5 separate regions of the Mus musculus genome follow, and regions 1, 2, 3 and 4 are each linked to region 5. Evidence: chromatin contacts called from public HiChIP or PLAC-seq and promoter capture Hi-C data. All regions are on one chromosome and are shown on one strand. The core of a region is the stretch at or near the end of the contact, and the rest is flanking DNA. Distances in the headings are between cores, read along the strand shown.

Region 1 (3,686 bases), core at 386-2,885, 170 kb before region 5:
TGAGGCTGGCTGTAAGGCTGGCTTGCTGCTTTTTCATTTTGCCCTCCCAGCTCCTGGGCAAGGCCTGTTGCTTTCCTTAATACCTCAGGTGTGTTCTGGGAACTACTTTAACCCCTATCTACCCTCTCCCTCTCTCTCCTTTTTTTTTTTTTTTAAGATTTATTATTTATAAGTACACTTGTAGCTGTCTTCAGACACACCAGAAGAGGGCGTCAGATCCCATTACAGATGGTTGTGAACCACCATGTGGTTGCTGGGACTTGAACTCAGGACCTTCAGAAGAGCAGTCCGTGCTCTTAACCGCTGAGCCATCTCTCCAGCCCTCCCTTCTCCCTCTTATCCTGCTTCCTGCTTGAGGGGCCATTGGGCTACCTGGAAATTGTCTGCAGGTTTCCTGCTGAATTCTCTGGGAAGCCACTTCCCTAAGTGAATCACAGGGGGACTTCTAGGAGTCTCCGTGTAGCCCTGGCTGTCCTGGGACTTGCTCTATAGGCCAGGCTGGTCTTGAACTCAGAGATCTGTCTGCCTCTGCCTCCATGAAGGTATGTGCCACCACCACCACCTGGCCAGGCAGTCCCCTTTTTATCCAAACAGTTTCAGCAATTTACCAAGAGCTCTTGCTTCCTGCTTCCTCCCTCCAATTCTTTTTTTTTTAAGATTTATTTATTATATGTAAGTACACTGTAGTTGTCTTAAGATACACCAGAAGAGGGCGTCAGATCTCGTTACGGATGGTTGTAGCCCCATGTGGTTGCTGGGATTTGAACTCAGGACCTTTGGAAGAGCAGTCAGCGCCCTTAACCACTGAGCCATCTCACCAGCCCCCCTCCCTCCGATTCTTAAAAAAACAAAAAAATTCCAGGGGCTGGAAAGAAGGCTCTGTAGCTAACAGCACTGTTCTTGCAGGGGACCCAGGTTTGGGTTCTCAGCACCCAAACCTCAGACATGGTGGCTCTCAGCCATCTGTAATTCCGAACCAGGGTGTTTGAGTCTTTCTTCTGGCCTCCACTGGACACCAGACACAGCTGGTACAGATACAGACTTGCAGACAAAACATTCATATAAGCCTTTAATGTGGTGGTGGTGGCGCACGCCTTTAATCCCGGCACTTGGGAGGCAGAGGCAGGCAGATTTCTGAGTGAGTTCCAGGACAGGCTACACAGAGAAACCCTGTCTTGAAAAAAACAAAACAAAACAAAAACAAAACATTCATATACATAAATCTTAAAAAATAAAATTCCTTCTAGTCAGGCATGGTGGCACATGCCTTTAATCCTAGCACTCGGGATGCAGAGGTAAGTGGATCTCTTATGACTTCAAGGCCAATCAGAGTTACACAGTGACTCCCTGTCTAAAAAACAATCCACCCCCCCCCCAAAAAAAAAAAAAAACCAACAAACTCCAAGCCACATGTGAGGGCCTGTGAAAAGGTTTAGCAGGTACGGTACTTGTTGCCAAGGCAACCTGAGTTCAATCCTTGGAATCTATACGATGGACTTGGCTGTGGTTGGCCAAACTGAACCAGGCAGTGAACCCTCAACAGGGAAGGGAATGCCGAGGAGGCATCCCGCTGGACGCAGGACAGGATCTTCGAGTCACCCGGTTCTGGGGCTCGGGCTGGAGGCGTGGCGACCGGGAGTCGCGGGGGTGAGGGTGGGGTCTACCACGAGGTTGCGAGGGAGGAAGAGTGGGCGTAGCCGAGTGCGCCTTTGAGCTGCTTCTGCCACCTAGTGGCTCTTCTGAGCCAGGCCACCCAGCTGCAGTTTGGTGAGGCTGGGATAAATATTCACAAACAGCATCTCCAGTCCTGGTCTGTGGCCGGATTTCTCCTTGGCTAGTTGGGGACCCTGGCTTGTCCCGAATCCTCTACCTGACGCGAGGGACAAAATCCTTTCTAAGATGCAGGAAGAGCCATGTTTTTTTAGACTCACTGGCGATGTATAGAGCTGAGACTGACAACCCTACCCTATGGTGGGTGCCACCCTCACTCCCCGACTTGACGATGGCCAATGACAGATGCTGGGACCCCTGCCCGGCTTGGTATCATCTTAGGATTCGGTGTAATTCTCTAAATATATGTTGTTCTGTGTCTCCTCCAGCCTCCCTCGCCTCCTCCTGGGGGGTGGGGGGGACACGTGCGGGGGGGGGGGGGATTTGCCCTCTTGTCTCTAAGATGACAAGAGACAGCAGGCACTGGAGACCTGCTGGAGAAGGCCAACAGGGCCTGTGCATCTATCTCCTGGGTCTCTTGTCCAGCCCTTGCCTACGGGAGAAGGCGGTTTGTACTGAAGTCTTCATTGCATCATGTCAGGGCAGATGCAAGGATTTGGGGAGGGGCTAGGAGGGTGAAGAGCTTCGGGAGGGATCCAGTGGTAGTCAGATGAAGGGGGCGGGGCTGGGGCTGGGCTGTCAGGCATCCAGGGACACCTGTGTACACTCTCTGGTGCCTGCCACCTTCCCCGACTGACACCCACTTCACTCTCCAGGCCTGGCAGCCTCAGCTGCACCCGACCAGATTGCATCATGCCTGGCTTTGTTCTCACAGACAGCAGGTGCAGGAGGAGCAGCCTCTTCCCTCTCATCCTTTCCACTCCCTCCCAGGCCACCCTCCTTTCTCCCTTCAGGGCTCTCTACTTGCTATTAGAGGGAAGAAGGCAGAGTAGGCTATACCACTGTGGTCCTCAAAAAAGCAACACCAGGTGGCATAGCAGAATATGGACTATCAGAATTAAATGACAAGGTCAGAACCGTTCTCTTGCTTCTAAAGCTAAAAATAACGAGCTGAATTAATTCAACCCTTGTAGGAAGTATGAATCGTATGTGGCTCATTCATGTGGACCTAGAACTTCCTGCCCCTATTTTTGTATAATCTTTTCTACAATCCTGTGAGATGGTGCCACTGTCACCTGTTTTGTGCCAGAGTGCAGAGAGGTGACAATACAAGAAGACCACAGGGCCACTCGGGCCCTTGGACTTGAATCTTGGTCTATTTTCTTTTAGACAGACTTAAAGGACGACCAAGAGATGGTTGGGAAATTCCATGCTGACTGAGCCTGAACATTTTCTTTAAAAGGAGTCTTGAAACTGGGAACAGTGACTCATGCCTACATTCCTAGCACTTGAAGCTGCAGGAGGAGGTGCCATGAGTTCAAGATCAGCCTGAGCTTCATAGTGAGTTTGAGGCCAGCCTAGGTTACAGAGTGAGACCTTGTCTGAAAATGTTAGAAAGCCAAATGGGTGGTGGTGTGCCCAGCACACTCCTCAGGAGATAAGGGTTCCTTCTTGTCTCTTAATTTGAGCAAACAACTAATGTGAGCTACCTACTGAGAAACCTGGCTGTGCCTGCCCAGTTGGCCACTGCTTCTTCACTCTGGTGGTGCTGTATGTAGGCTTTGACTTAGGCAGGGTGTGAAAGGGTACGAGTGTGTCCAGATGTATGCCCCCAACCCACCTCTGGCCACACCTCCCACACCTCCACCCTTGCCACCACTGCCTCTGCCAGGGATGTTAGTTGGGCTAGTAGGATTCTATATAATGACCCCAAAGGCTGGGCAAAGATGGTAGATGGTACTGTTCCTTCTCTTTATAAGGACTATTTGTAAATCTTCCTATGGTGTTCAGAGTGTGGTGGGAGGGTTGGGAGGTTGTATACTTGTTTTCCCCGTGACAGGATTTCTCTGTGTAGC
Region 2 (3,563 bases), core at 218-2,717, 150 kb after region 5:
ATGCTGGAGAAGCACCCCCCTGCTGAGCTACCTCTCCATCCCTAAGATCCTGGCTTCAACTCAGAACTTCTACAGACAGACAAACACCGAGGCAGAGGTGCCCAGGGTGGACGTCTCCTAGCCCCTTTTTTCTTAGGGTGTTCATATCCCTGGCTGCAGTGCTTCTCCAGATAACCAGAGCTGCTCCGACCTTTGACCTCAGACGAGGCTCTGTGTTTGATGTGTGACACGTCTGTTCTCACCCCCAGAGCTGCTCTCGAAACTAGAACCGCCTCAGTGTGAGGTGACCGAGTTCTCATCTTGACCCTCACAAGCAATATGGCCTCAAGCGAGCTGCTTAAAGTTTCGACACTCGGGACACAGGGAGACAGACCAAGGGGACCACTGAGTCTCTTGGGTAACAGAACTTAGGAAAGATTCAAAAGGCCCAGCTCAGGGAGCCACGGGCATGGATGCCTCTTTCCTAGGTATTGATCCCATCACTTGAAAGGATGATGTCATCTCTCTTGCCAGTGCCTCCCTTGGGTGGGCCTGCCTCATCTGTGCATGTCGGAAGGCAATGAGAGGGGCCTGTGCTTCCGTCTCTCGTCCTCTGTCCCCCGCTATGCTCAGAGAAGCCCAGAGAGGGTGAGACATGTATATAGACAAGGGCATGTGGACTTCAGGAGGTAAGATGCAGGGGTGATCCTGCTGCCCAGGTTACTAAAATCACACCCGCTGGGACCTGTTCCCAGGGAGGTTCTTTGCCCAACCTTCCCCAATCTCATGAAGTCCTTCTTGGTCACTTAATACAACCTCACAAAACCTTCTGGAGGGGCCGGAGAGATGGCTTAGTGGTTTGAAACATCTATTCCCAGCACATAACAGTAACTCCTACTCCAGGGGAATCCGATAGCTCTGAGTGCCATGGCACTGGCTCACACATACCACACACAGACACACCCGTAATTAAAAATAAAATGACTTAAATATAAAGGCCAGGTTTGATGACACACATCTTGAATCTCAGTACTCAGGAGATAGAGACATGTGGATCTCTGTGAATTCAAGGTTAGCCTGGTCTACATAGCAGGTGCCTGGTTAGTCAGAGCTCCATGATAAACTCAAAAGACAAATGAGCAACAGCAACAACAACAACAATAACAACAACAACCCCATGGGGAACCAGCACTCTCTTCCCAGGGGCAGCAATACCAAGAGGTCGGGAGTGCTGGCATTCAGTAGTAAGGGTGCTAAATTAAAGAAGCCTGTCCTATAAGTCCCCAGCCCAAAAAAGGTGAGTAGGCTGTGTCAACCAGGTGTCCTCTCTCCCTGCCTGGCCCTGTAACAGTAAGCCAGGTGAGGATTGATACACAGCCCTGCCGCCTGCCTTGTGTGCAGCATCTGGGACTCCCGAGCACTTTGAACACATGAGCTAAGCGTCCCCTCCCTGAACAGCAGCCTTGTTGCCCTCATTTCAGCCTTGAGCACGTCATGTGCCCAAAAGGCTATTAGAGGCAGGATGCAGACACGGAGAGGATGTGGTGAGACAGCCCAGGGACAGGGGACAAACCACAGGGGAAGGAACAGAGCCAAGCCACTTGGGGTGGCAGAAATGGCAAGACATTTTCAGAAAAGCAGACTCCATTCAGGTTATGACTGGGTTCAGGGTTTGCTCTCAGCAGAGGAGCTGGAGGCGACCTCAGGACTTCTCAGCCATGGACCTTTCCTCCGGCTTAGGTCCGTCGCAAGCCTGGCGTGTGCTCTCCCCTCCTTCCTCAGGACACTAATAGCTGCCTGTGTGGCCTCCTGAGTGGGGGGAGGGGAAGGGAAGGCTCTCATCTCCAGACCCTGTGAATTCTAGCAGGTTCACAACAGAGCTTTCTGGGGTTTAGGCACTTGTTTTTGATCCCGCTGTGGTATCAGCACAGGTGACTGAAAAAGTCACTGCTTAAGGGCAAAGGAAATCTCCACCTTCACTAGCAGGCTGTGTGCCAGGAAAAGAAGGGGCTCTAAGCGCAAGGTAGAGCCGGTGCAGAGCCATGGCTGCTGAGTCAGACTCTGCTGCCCTGACTGACATTCCCCATAGGCCAGTGGCTTCTAGGACAGGATCATGCTCTGAAGGCAGCAGTCGCCCGTCCCCGGCCCACCACCGGGAAGACAGGGGGCACGCTCAGGAGTGGTGCTCTAACTTGGCAGTAGGATGATGTAGGTTGCTACCCCTGATGCCTTTCTTTGCTAATCTGTCTTACCTGCTTTTAACAGGCCTCCTTGCATGCACGCTCTATCTCAGTCAAACTACCAAGGAAGGGTTCTTCAGCCTAGACTGGGCGTGTCAGACTGACAAAAAGCTGCTCCCACACAGCAATCTCCCGCTGCTCCCCCCTCCCACCCCCCCAAAGCAGGAGCATCCTCTAAGGCTCCTACAGGCTTACCAGTCCTGGTCTGCTGGCACTAGGCGTGAGCTTGGACAGGGAGATGCAGTAGCCCAGGGACAGCTGACACTCTGACCCCTGCCCATCTTGTGGCTTCCTGACCCCCACATCTCTGAATCCCCCTGCTGTGCCAAGACAGCTCCGTACCTACCTGGTAGTCCTGGTCATCGATGCCGAACCTCTCCCTGAGGTTTCGGAACACCATGGGGCAGTACTCCTTGAACTTGAAGCGGCTGGGGAGGTTTTCCCTGGAGGAAGCAGACACAGGCTTTGTGAACCACCCTAACTCAGCCTGAGCAACACCAGAGCCTTCAAAGCGTGGCCTGGAGAAATTCTGGAAGTGAGTCTCAAAATCTGCATTTTATTTTCTTCCTTCCTTCCTTTCTTTCTGTTTGCTTGTTTTTTGTTTTTGTTTTTGTTTTGAGGTCTCACTCTGTAGACCAGGCTGGCCTTGAACTCACCCTCCGCCCACCTCTGCCTCCAGAATGCTGGCGTTAAAAGAATGTACCAGGCTGGAAAGATGGCTCAGCTGTTAAGAGCACTGACTGCTCTTCCAGAGGTTCTGAGTTCAATTCCCAGCAACTACATGGTGGCTCACAACCATCTGTAATGGGATCCAATCCCATCTTCTGGGTTGTCTGAAGACAGTGACAGTGTACCCACATACATGAAATAAATAAATCTTAAAGAAAGAAAGAAAGAAAGAAAGAAAGAAAGAAAGAAAGAAAGAAAGAAAGAAAGAAAGAAAGAAAGAGAGAGAGAGAGAAAGAAAGAAAGGAAGGAAGAAAGAAAGGAAGAAAGAAAGAAGGAAAGAAAGGAAAGAAAAGAGAAAAGAAGAGAAAGAGAATGTACCACTACATCTGGCAAAATCTGCATTTTCAACAAACACTGTAGGTGATTCTAGGCAGGTAGAACTTTACCCTCATCTCTGTAAGAATCGTCTAAGTGTACACTTGTAATTCATATGTCTTTGTTTGTTTGTTTGTTTGTTTGCTGTCCTTAGAACTTACAAAGAAAAGTGTATCTCCCGGGAGGTGAGACCCAGCATCTGCTGGATCTATAGTGTCTAGAAAGATCTTTCTCACAGAAAGGCCATTCTTCTCTGGGATACTGCCATGCAAATATCCTGAGGAGAGTTATGTCCAAGGA
Region 3 (3,298 bases), core at 413-2,912, 140 kb before region 5:
CTGTCTGTTTTATTTTGTGAGACTAAGTCTTGCTTTGTAGCCTCGATTGGCCTGGAGTTTGCAGTGTACACCAAGATGGCTTTGAACTCAGAGATCTGCTTGCCTTTGCCCCTCAGGTGTCATATGCCACTATGCCTGACCTAGAACACTTTTGTGAATAATACTTACGTGTTTTCTGTGCTTTTGGGTTTGTAATTGTTGGATCATATAGTAATTCTACATTGATATTTTGTTTTGTTTTGTTTGTTTGTTTTCGAGACAGGGTTTCTCTGCATAGCCCCGACTGTCCTGGAACTCACTCTGTAGACCAGGCGGCTTTGAACTCAGAAATTCGCCTGCCTCTGCCTCCCAAGTGCTGGGATTAAAGGCGTGTGCCACCACTGCCTGGCTGATTTTTTTATTAATTATTTTATTCATTTACATTTTAAATGATATCCCCCTTCCCGGTTACCCCTTCACAAAGTCCCCATCCCCCCCCATGAATTTTTGATGCATTTATTTATGTATGAGTACTGTATTTGCATGACAGAAGAAGACATCAGACCGAAGAGGGCATCAGATCCCATTTCGGATGGTTGTGAGCCACCATGTGGTTGCTGGGAATTCAACTCAGGACCTCTGTATAAGCAGCTAGTGTCCTAACCTAGGCCTTGTTATTTTGATACAGGGCCTCTCATTTTTCTAGAGCCCAACAAGTAGGCTAGGGTTGTCTGGTCAGTGAACCACAGCGAACCATTTGTTTTGCCTCCCCAGCACTGGGACAACACCGAGATTACATACACACTGCCACACCTGGACGTTTTTGGGGGGGGGCGGGGGGGGTTTGAGACAGGGTTTCTCTGTGTAGCCCTGGCTGTCCTGGAACTCAGAAATCCGCCTGCCTCTGCCTCCCGAGTGCTGGGATTAAAGGCCTGTGCCACCACGCCCGGCTTTTTTTTTTTTTAACTTTTATTTATTTATTTTTATTAACTTGCTTGGGCTTGAACTTGAGTCCTTATTCTCCCAAGGCCCTTTACTGACTGAACTATTATTCCATCCCAGCAGTTTCTGAAAGCCTGCTCTGGACAAAGGCACTCTAGGGCAAATCCACTTCTGAAAAGCAGTAGCCTTCATCCTTAGGAGCTGTCTGTCCAAAGGGAGAGGCTGCAGTTTCTTTCTCCTGTCACTAGGGACAGATAGATGCAGGCCAGGTATTCCAGAGACCCCAGCCTGCCATGGGGCTACAAGCCCTTACTCACAGGGAGCTGCCAGAAGAGAGGACACCCAGAAGACCGAAGACAGCGCAGGGGTGTCTGGGTGGAGGGATTGTGGTGGGCCCTGACCCACACTGGCTGTGGTTGCCTTGGCAATGGCCTGGGTGTTTACTTTGTGGCTGACTCCGAGCTCCCTCTCTTCAGTAAGTGCTCATTTCCCACAGAGAGCAAAGACTCTGCCTTCAGCCCCGCCCCCTCGGCGTCAGCGACCTCCTGCTGGGCTCTCGCGTGCCAGCCTGGCATACTCCTCCTCTACTGCCACACTTGGGGTCTCATGTTGTCCATTCCCAGAGGGCCTAGAGGCCAGGTCTGTGGGCCTTCTTCCCCCTGTGAGGGAAGGGAGTGTGTCTCAGCCAATAAATGCCTCGGGTCAGCTGTGGGCGGAGCTACGGTGCCTCTGTAGGTCAGCAGTGGGAGGGGCCATGATGGCAAGTTCTGCATGTGCCTTGTCACTGTGTCTTGTGCAAGCCTAGCTGAGTAGCTACGTGGCTGGATATTAAACAGCTTGCATTTTCAAGCTCCTACTGTGTACCCTGGGTCGGTGCTGAGATTTTCATTTTTTGTTTTTGAAACGGTTATGCTATCCTCTAACTGTCCTGCTTCCTCAGTTGAAAGTACAGACAGGTACTATCACACCCTGCTAAGGCTTTCTTTTGTTGATTTAATCCTTCCAACATCCTTTGGGTGAAAGTTTGGACCCACCTTCATTTTGTGTGCTGACTCCTGTCTGCGATTGTTCCTTTCCCTCCTGGACAGATGGTGGTTGGGTGCCAGGCATGGAAAATACTCCCCTGCCCCCTACCTCAGCCTCCCTCTTCCTTGGCTATGACCCACTTTGAGAGGGGCAGGGATCACTGGTGTGTCACTGTGGTCTGAGAAGGAGAGCCCAGGTAGGGAAGACCTTTTGAGTCACCTGGTGCCAGCTGTCTGGAGCAGCCCAGGGTCCCCTGCTTCGCTGCCGATGTGATGCATGTCAGTGGAGGGGGTGGGAGCTTCAGCCTGCCTGGCCTGCTTGTCAACTTGGCCTGTTAGGGCATGTCAGAAGGGGCCTCTGCTCGATCGAAGCTGGGAACTGAGCTGTGAATGGGGCTAAAGGGTGGAGGAGGCCCAGGAGGCACTGCCCTGAAGGGAGGAGACTAGGCCAGGGGGCAGGCATTGTCTGTCACATGCTCCCATGGCTACCTTAGCCCTACCTCTGGATTTGTCACTGTGTGTGAGGTTGTGGGTGGCTACGGGTCTGTGTTTGATGGTGTGAGAGACCAGATGGATAATTCTCGGGGGTGGGGGTGGGGGCTCCTATTGGTCACCTGCGGTTCGGGGACCTAAGGTCTCGGAGGAGGTGCTGAGCAAGCAGAGGAAGGAAGAGCGGGCGGGCCTGACCTTGAGCCCTGTGACTCTGGCTTCCTGAGCTCAGGCTCAGCAGTGTATCTATCAGCTTCCCTCCTTCTGTCCCTGACCCTCGGGCTCTGGGCAGCTCTCCTCCCTGCCCCTGGTTCCTGGTGACTCTGCAGACTTCTTTTCCTCTGCTTTCAACCCTCGTCTCCTGGAGGGCTAGCCTGGGACAGCCCATTACCCATTACTGCTCTTCTTTGAAGTCCAGGCCCCTGACAGCATGTCAGGATTCCCCTTTGGGTGTGAGGACTGCCTGACCCGTGTCAATGAGAGCAGCTGGCTGGGCCAGAGTCTGGAGCTGGGGGACGCTGGAGGCACTCCTGACACAAGGGCCCTGCTGGCAGGGACTGTGCGTGCCTTAGATTTCCAAGGGGTCTCACCCTGGCCCATGGCACCACTCCACATGTGGTAGTTGAATGGATAACCCAGAAGGTAATGTCGAGGGATCTAGGGGGAGGGGGGTCAGGCCCTGGGATGCAGTCCTGGTATCACAGGGGTGAAGCCTTCTCTTTCTCCATCCTTGTCTTTAAGGGGGTTGAGGTAGGAGGGTGGAGGTAGACGTGGCGGTGCATGCTTTTCTTTCCAGCACCCAGGGGGCAGAGGCAGGTGGATCTCTGTGAATCCAAGGCTAGCCTAGTCTACAGAGTTAGTTC
Region 4 (3,702 bases), core at 861-3,360, 210 kb before region 5:
CTTCCAAAGGTCCTGAGTTCAAATCCCAGCGGCCACATGGTGGCTCACAACCACCCTTAATATGAGATCTGACGTCTTCTTCTGGTGTGTCTGAAGTCAGCTACAGTGTACTTATGTATAATAATAAATAAGTCTTAAAAAGAACGGTGTTAGCAGAACTGAACAGACAAGATACAGCTTGGTGGGCAATGTGTAAGAGTAAGACGTAGGCAGGGCAAAACCATTAGGACCCTATATGTCACATAGAGGGTTTTCTCTCTATCCTAAGAATGCAGAAAGCATGAACAACTACAATCACAGGCTGTGGGGCTGGAGGGATGGCTCAGTGGTTAAGAGTACTGGCTGTTCTTCCAGAGGTCCTGAGTTCAATTCCCAGGACTCCACGTGGCAGCTCACAACTATCTGTAATGGGTCTGATGCTGTCTTTTGGTGTGCAGAGAAATATATGTAAATACATCTTTACAATCACAGGCTGTGAGCAAATTTCTATTTCAGAATGACCCCACTGGGCTGGGAAGATGGCTCTGTAATGTGCCTGTTCCTCATTGATTCTGGAGTTCATCAATTTGGCTAGATTGACTGGTGAGGGAGCTCCCGGGATCCACCCCACATCAAGTGCGAAGATCACAGACACATGCTGCTCTGCCTGGCTTTTATACTGTGCTGGGGATCCAAACTTAAGTCCTGATACTTGTGAGAGTCCCTGTCTGAAAAACAAAAGGGGTATAGGGAGCTGGGTGGTGATGGCACATTCCTTCATTCCCAGCACAGACATGATTCTGAATTCAAGGCCAGCCTGGTCTACAGAATGAGTTCCAGGACAGCCAGGGCCACACAGAGAAACCCTGTCTAGAAAGAAAGAAAGAAAGAAAGGAAGGAAGGAAGGAAGGAAGGAAGGAAGAAAGAAAGAAAGAAAGAAAGAAAGAAAGAAAGAAAGAAAGAGAGATGGAGGGGCCTAGAGAGCTAGCTCAGCAGATAACGGCTTGTTCTGCTCTTGCAGAGGGTCAGAACTCAGCTCTCAACACCCATGTCCAGGGACTTGGGGCAGCTAATAATTAGGTCTAGGGGATCTGATGCCCTTTCTCGGATTCTGCACACACATGTGCATACACATACATTTTTTTTAAGTGATGGAGATTATGACAGCGATTCTGATTTACATCTCCTGTACATCTATCTGTAGGTGTTACATTAGCAATGGCACAAAAACGTTGAAGGAACTCTTCCCCGTCACTGAAACCAATTCCGACTCAGCAAAGTTGCCCCCATGATTGATGATTTGATCAGGTTTTGCTTTTTCACTGTTCTCTTTCATCAACAGAGGAAAATATTAGTAAAAATTCTTGTTACAATTGCAGTCCTTGGTCACTTGTCATCATTTTGGGAAGGGCTGGGAATGAGGTCTGGTGATGGAACTGTTGCTTAGCACGTGCCACGTCTTGGATTCTATCCTCAACATGACATACACTATGACAACAATCAGTGGAAGGATGTATTTGGCCATCAGTCGTACAGAATTGGCTATTGTATATCTTCATTTCTTGGAATTGTGTATATCCATTCTTCATTTCAAATTCATGATGAGATTATGCTAACTATATACACACTCTTGTCTTCTCAAAGATCCAGTTGTTTTGGCACGGAAGAGCACACTGCAGGCTCTACAACCCATTTTCATGTAGTCATTCCACAGTTCATCGGATGCTAGGAAAGAGGATGCAGATGTAATGAAATGACTTGGCCAAGGTCACACACTCCAGGCAGCATGGACAGGACAAGACCCCCAGACAGTGCCAAGGTCCACGACCCTCTCCCAGGTCCAGACCCGGGTCCCGAGGCCTGCACTGCTCTACACAGGACGGTGGACAGGGCCCGGGCGCCCAGGAAGTGAAAAAGCAGGGGTCGGTGCCGGAGACCACGGAGGCCCCAGATGCAGCAGACGGCCAATAGCTACCAGGGCCAAGAGAAACGTCAGGCAGAGTGGAGTCCGACGCTTGCGCACCCTGGGGAAAGGGGGCGGGCCCTGGACAGGAAGTGACGTCTAGGGGCGGTCCTCGGCGGCAGCGCGCGGCCTGGGCTCGCGCTGGGCTCCGCGCGCCCCCCCCCCCCCGCCCCCTCTATGAGGCAGAGGCCGCGGCGGCCGTTAGCGCTGTCGCTCCGGGGGCCGCGGCGGGCGGGGCTCCGGCGGGGCCCGGCCTAGTCCCCACCCAGCCCGGCTCCTAGCCGCCCGCCCTCCCTCCCTTCGCCACCCCGATGCAGGGGGCCGAGCTCCGGGACGGCGAGGCGGCGGCGGCGGCCGCTTCGTACCGGGTCCTGAGCCGCCTCCTCGGCTATGGAGAGGCCGCCCCCGAGCCAGGCCCGCCGCCGCCGCCGCCGCCCCCGGGCCACAGCCATGGCCCGTCGCCGCCACCACCCTTCCTCGCGCGGCCCGGCTCGCGGGGCGCCCGGCCGCCTCAGCTGATGGTGTTCCGCAACGTGGGGCGGCCGCCGGAGGAGGAGGACGCGGAGGCGGCCCGGGAGCCGGGACCCTCGGAACTGCTGTGTCCCCGGCACCGCTGCGCGCTGGATCCCAAGGCCCTCCCGCCGGGCTTGGCGCTCGAGCGGACCTGGGGTCCCGTGGCTGGACTAGAGGCGCAGCTGGCGGCCCTGGGGCTCGGACAGCCGGCGGGGCCGGGGATCAAGACTGCCGGCGGAGGCTGCTGTCCGTGCCCGTGTCCCCCGCAGCCGCCGCCGCCGCAACCCCCGCCGCCTGCTGCCGCCCCGCAGGCCGGGGAGGACCCGACGGAGACGAGCGACGCGCTGCTGGTCCTGGAGGGCTTGGAATCGGAGGCCGAGAGCCTGGAGACTAACAGCTGCTCGGAAGAGGAGCTCAGCAGCCCCGGCCGTGGAGGAGGAGGAGTGGGTGGCCGGCTGCTTCTGCAGCCTCCGGGTCCCGAACTACCCCCGGTGCCCTTTCCGCTGCAGGACTTGGTCCCTCCAGGGCGCTTGAGCCGAGGGGAGCAGCAGCAGCAGCAACCTCCCCCACCGCCGCCGCCTCCCGGGCCCCTCCGGCCTCTCGCAGGCCCTTCTCGGAAGGGCTCCTTCAAAATCCGCCTCAGTCGCCTGTTTCGCACGAAGAGCTGTAACGGCGGCTCGGGCGGCGGGGATGGGACCGGCAAGAGGCCTTCGGGAGATCTGGCAGCTTCAGCTGCGAGCCTGACCGACATGGGAGGCTCAGCGGTCCGGGAGCTGGATACGGGGAGGTGAGATTGGCTTGGGGGTTGGGGGTGGGCAAGCGACAAAGTTCCATTTCTTGTTTCGTTTCCCTCGTTTTCCCCTACTGCCAACACGATACTGTTAGAGCTGAGCTGTGGACTTCAGGAGGAGGCAGACACTTGGGATTAAAGGTGGTGACATCTCGCATTAGGTCAGAGCTAATTGTGGAAACAGCTTTCAACTCTCGGAGAGTTCACACTCTGTGACACTTCTCAGTGGGTTAGCGTCTCTTGCTGGGGATGATCTGAAGCCCGGCCTCACCTTCCATCCCTGTTCCGGCCCCACTTTTTAAGCACCCCTCCCATGTCTGTTATTACTACCATTGCTGAAGGTTGCTGGAAATGTGTGGCCTTGGGGCCGAAAAGCTGGTGTCAATCACCTGCCTGTTATTATCTTGATCGTCTTGCTTGTTCTCTCAGTGCACCAGCCTTCACTCTCTTCGCAAGT
Region 5 (3,474 bases), core at 437-2,936:
CTCTATCAGAGACATCATCATTTTTAAGACCAGCCAGAGACAGGGAAGGGAATGAGAAACTGAGGCACAGAGTTAGCCAAGCAATTGGCTCAAGGTCACCCATAGCAAAGATGACCAGAGAAGAGGAAGGTATCTTATCACCCCATCCCAAAGGGCACGAACCCTACCCAAATGAACAGCCCGATCCCTCCCTACAACTGATATCTACACAGTTTCTTCACTTCCCACCTTTATCCCAAACACCTTCTGAGAGGCTGCAGCCGGGAAGCCCCAACTGAGAACCCCATTTCTCTCAAAGCTGGGGTCTGCAGAGCCCACAGATCTGGCAACATTTAAGAGGTACTGATCCGGCTCACCTGGCTCCCCTCGGCCCCCAGGGTCCCTCGGTCCAACCTCCTCCCTGGGAGAACGGGCGCGACCCTCGGCGGTCCTCTCCCACCAGGCCAGGGCGAAGCGCCGGAGGCACTGCCAGGGCTGCATGGGGAGGCGTGGGGCTGGGGGCGCGCACCAGCAGCCACACACGCCCCACAGGGCCCTGCCAGCTGAGCTGCGGAGGCACCCGGCCGGCCCCCTCTACTGCCACCAGCATCCTGCTGCCCCCACCGACAGGACTCGGAGCTGGCCCAGGAGCTTCTGACGTAGCAGGGGGGTGCGTGGGAGGGGAGGGGGGGCCACGCGAGTCCCCTCCCCAGCCCCGCCCCTCTACTTTTCCAGCCCCCTGCAGTCCCCACCTCCACATCACCCCGGACGCCCTACCCAGCTGGGGGCGCCCTTCTTTACCCCTTGCGTCTGCAAGGGGAGGATTTAAGATCCAGAAGCCCCTCCCTCGATCCCTCCCTCTCCAGGGCCCTCCCTACCCACCACCCAGCAAGCCGGGAGCAGGTCCCCAGTTTCTGCAACTCCTGTGGAGGCTAGGAGGTCTCCAGGGCTAGGGCCTCGAGGTGCAGGGGGTGGGGTGTAGAATGCAGCTTTGTATCCTGGCAACACAACCAAACCCAGAGCGCTCTCAGTCCGCTGCTTCCCTGAGGGACTGGCACGAAGGGTCCAGCACTACCAGCCCAGCGCCTGCACCCCATTCTGAGAGCTGAGGCGGGATGTGGTTCTCTTGCATTCATCCCTTGTCCCTTCCCCCTTCAACAACCCTAGCTTCCACCTCGCATGGACCCCTCCCCTCCCCCCGACTCTCTTCGCCATCCCCCTTCACCCACCCCTCCCCCTTACATTGTAACCCCAGGTCCCCTCCCCCCGGGCACCGCGAGGCCCTTCCCGCCGGGTCCCCAGCTTCGCCGGCTCCAGACCCTCTCTGCTCCCTGCGCTCTCCCTCCCTGGCCCGTCCCAGCCCGGCGCGCAGCGGTACCCTGCCCCCCGTAACACCTGCGCCCAGAGCATCCCTCGCCCGGCCGGCCGCCGCCTCCCGGGCCCGGCCGCCGCCCCCGCCCCCGGCCGAGGGGAAAACACACAAAGAAAACAGAAATACCTTCCACTTAAGCATGGAGGCACATTAGGGAGGAGAGAGACAGGGACATGCCTTGGGACGGAGCGTTCCCCATCGGGCGGGGGCGCGGGGGGCGGGGGCCCCGGGCCGGCCTGCCTGGCGCTCGCCCTCTCGCCGCCTCGCGGGCTTCTCGCTCGGCCCCAGCCCCGGGGCGCGGTGCCAGGCGGGCGGGCCGGGGGCGCGGGCCCCGCCGGGGTGGACCAGCTTGGGAGGGCGCCGGCGGCCGGGCGTGTGGGTGCGCGCGCGCGCGGGCGTGTCACCGAGTGTGCGAGAGCGAGTGTGTGTGTGTGTGTCTCTGTGTGTGTGCGCGCGAGTGCGCGCGTGCGGCCGGCGCGGGTGTGTCACTGCGGGCGGGAGCGCGCACGATGCGGGCACGCGCGTGTGGCCGGATGGTACAAAGGGCCGCCGGGGGTGGCGGGGAGCGGGGGAAGGGAAGGGGCACTGCGCCTCCTCGCGCCCTCCAGCAGCACACCCGGATCCCGCAGCGCGCCGCCCGGACTAGGGTGCGGGGCGCGCTCACGCTCCTCCCCCCCCCCCAAACTCCACCTGCTTCCCCCACCCTCAGCGGTCCTCCTGCTGCGGTAGAGACAAATGCGTTGACCCCAGAGTGGCCTCGAAAGAGGCACCTGGGGAGGTGACTCTTTGGGTCTCCAAGCACCCTCAACGCTTTGGGACAAAAAATAAAAAAAGCACTTCGGGTTCGTTGAAGCAGGGCTTGAGGCTGGGGAGGGGACGAGAGAATCAGGGATCGCTCCAGCCAAGGTGACCTCGGAGCGCCACAGTCGTTCTACGCCTGGAGAGCCGAGACACCTACCCCCCCCCACCCCCAGTGCAGCGTACCCCTCTATGGTCGCGCCTCCTCACCTCTGCCCTTCCCCCTTCCTCAGCTACCACTGGGCCAGGGACCTGGCTCCCAGACGCCCCCTGCTGGACGTCCTCCTGGCCCCTACTTCGGATTCCTGCCCCTACCGCAGGCGTGAGCAGGTACTGCGTGAGATTGAAGAGACACTGATCCCTTCTGAAGTGGACCCCAAAGTAGGCCGTCACAGACTCTGTCTTTTCACGCCTCTTCTGGGGACACCTTTGCCATCTCCAAAGCAGCTTGTAGTGCGCCAGGAGGAGTGCCCCACCCTGGTTCACCTTACTGGGCCTACCTGCGGATGATACAAACTTCTCCATCTCCAGCTCGGACCCAGACACACGATGACCTTTGGAACTCAGGCTTCTCCCTGCTTCCTTCCCTCGGGTTCTGTGGCCAGTTCCCTCTCTCGGAAGCTTCTTTTCAAGAGAGGCAGGTGGGCTGAGCTTTCTGCCCGTTTTATTTACTCCTGGCATTCCCAAAGGCAGTTCAGATGGTCAAGAAAATGCCACCCAGTGCCTGCATCTCTTCCCTACAGGCCACCTGGCAGAATGACTGGCAGACCGGGCTCAGGAGAGGAGACCCCACCCCAAGTGGCCCAGATGACAAACCGGTTTCCCCACTTCTTGGTCTACCCAGTCCCAGCCTTAATCTGGGCTCTCCTACTTTTCTGCCCGCCCCTAGGCTTGCTTGCCTCTGAGCCAGTCCCGTGCCCAGCTAGGGGCAAGATCCCAACTGCCCCTTACAGATCAATGTCCAGTTCCACTAACTCAGGTGGCAGGGCAAGGCAGTGGGAGGGGACTCTCAGCTCCATTTGGTCATCTCAGGAGGGCAGCCAAGAGCTGTGTCCTGGACACAAGGTCTGGGCACACAACACTAAGCAGTTAAGACCCTGACTTCTCTTCTAGGCCAGCTGCTTCTCCCTCTGCCAACTGGATGGTGACCATCTTTTGGCCTCTGGGCACTCACTGGGCACCCTTCCAGCTCCCTACCTGGCTGCCTGCCCAAGATAGGCATCAGTACCCAGCGGGCCTTGTGCACAGGAGGGGGTCACAGCTATTAAGCCTTGAGTCTGGCACACACCTCTCCTCCCTTCAGACCTTCACACTGCTCTATAAGA

What was found. Promoter capture Hi-C pulls out the DNA fragments that hold promoters and counts their contacts. HiChIP or PLAC-seq counts read pairs in DNA pulled down with a chosen protein or histone mark.
Region 1: a promoter capture Hi-C map of pre-B cells shows a contact between it and region 5, with 2.9 times the contacts expected there. The contact joins the enhancer-like site here to the promoter of Srcin1 in region 5. A contact is called at or near these places in 4 of 39 promoter capture datasets (the 3T3-L1 cell line, embryonic stem cells, hippocampal neurons and 1 more), 2 of 15 datasets of contacts at CTCF or cohesin (embryonic stem cells and large pre-B cells), 6 of 484 Hi-C or Micro-C datasets (the G1E-ER4 cell line, the HL-1 cell line, cerebral cortex and 3 more), 3 of 115 datasets of contacts at active chromatin or transcription factors (embryonic stem cells and pancreatic cancer cells) and 2 of 9 other capture datasets (liver and pancreatic islet).
Region 2: an HNF4G HiChIP or PLAC-seq map of pancreatic cancer cells shows a contact between it and region 5. The contact joins the enhancer-like site here to the promoter of Srcin1 in region 5. A contact is called at or near these places in 1 of 39 promoter capture datasets (liver), 2 of 115 datasets of contacts at active chromatin or transcription factors (embryonic stem cells and pancreatic cancer cells) and 1 of 9 other capture datasets (adipose tissue).
Region 3: an H3K27ac HiChIP or PLAC-seq map of epiblast stem cells shows a contact between it and region 5. The contact joins the enhancer-like site here to the promoter of Srcin1 in region 5. A contact is called at or near these places in 6 of 39 promoter capture datasets (embryonic stem cells, hippocampal neurons, pre-B cells and 2 more), 10 of 484 Hi-C or Micro-C datasets (bone marrow-derived macrophages, differentiating embryonic stem cells, embryonic stem cells and 3 more), 11 of 115 datasets of contacts at active chromatin or transcription factors (DN3 thymocytes, double positive thymocytes, embryonic stem cells and 4 more) and 1 of 9 other capture datasets (liver).
Region 4: an H3K4me3 HiChIP or PLAC-seq map of embryonic stem cells shows a contact between it and region 5, with 23 read pairs. The contact joins the promoter of Socs7 here to the promoter of Srcin1 in region 5. A contact is called at or near these places in 10 of 39 promoter capture datasets (the C10 cell line, the HPC-7 cell line, cranial neural crest and 5 more), 3 of 484 Hi-C or Micro-C datasets (cortical neurons and embryonic stem cells), 4 of 115 datasets of contacts at active chromatin or transcription factors (embryonic stem cells, large pre-B cells and pancreatic cancer cells) and 2 of 9 other capture datasets (adipose tissue and liver).

Annotation. Positions count from the first base shown.
Region 1 is chr11:97,398,831-97,402,516 of GRCm38.p6, forward strand. No RefSeq gene overlaps it. Among named protein-coding and RNA genes, the nearest start is that of Socs7, 38 kb to the left of the region's middle. Within about 2 kb of position 1,636, at least 84 of the 459 cell types and tissues checked have an H3K27ac peak or open chromatin away from gene starts, as enhancers often do. A contact at or near this core is called in the HL-1 cell line, cerebral cortex, cortical neurons and 5 more, where this site is marked.
Region 2 is chr11:97,726,989-97,730,551 of GRCm38.p6, forward strand. Pip4k2b (phosphatidylinositol-5-phosphate 4-kinase, type II, beta) reads right to left here. Exons shown (of 10, transcript NM_054051.1): 3 at 2,566-2,662. Among named protein-coding and RNA genes, the nearest start is that of Pip4k2b, 16 kb to the right of the region's middle. Within about 2 kb of position 1,468, at least 128 of the 459 cell types and tissues checked have an H3K27ac peak or open chromatin away from gene starts, as enhancers often do. A contact at or near this core is called in pancreatic cancer cells, where this site is marked.
Region 3 is chr11:97,433,614-97,436,911 of GRCm38.p6, forward strand. It overlaps a transcript of Arhgap23 not described here. Among named protein-coding and RNA genes, the nearest start is that of Arhgap23, 15 kb to the right of the region's middle. Within about 2 kb of position 1,663, at least 374 of the 459 cell types and tissues checked have an H3K27ac peak or open chromatin away from gene starts, as enhancers often do. A contact at or near this core is called in DN3 thymocytes, bone marrow-derived macrophages, differentiating embryonic stem cells and 12 more, where this site is marked.
Region 4 is chr11:97,360,182-97,363,883 of GRCm38.p6, forward strand. Socs7 (suppressor of cytokine signaling 7) reads left to right here and starts at 2,111. Exons shown (of 10, transcript NM_138657.4): 1 at 2,111-3,242. The coding sequence starts at 2,254.
Region 5 is chr11:97,573,440-97,576,913 of GRCm38.p6, forward strand. Srcin1 (SRC kinase signaling inhibitor 1) reads right to left here and starts at 1,687. Exons shown (of 20, transcript NM_018873.2): 1 at 1,529-1,687. The coding sequence starts at 1,550.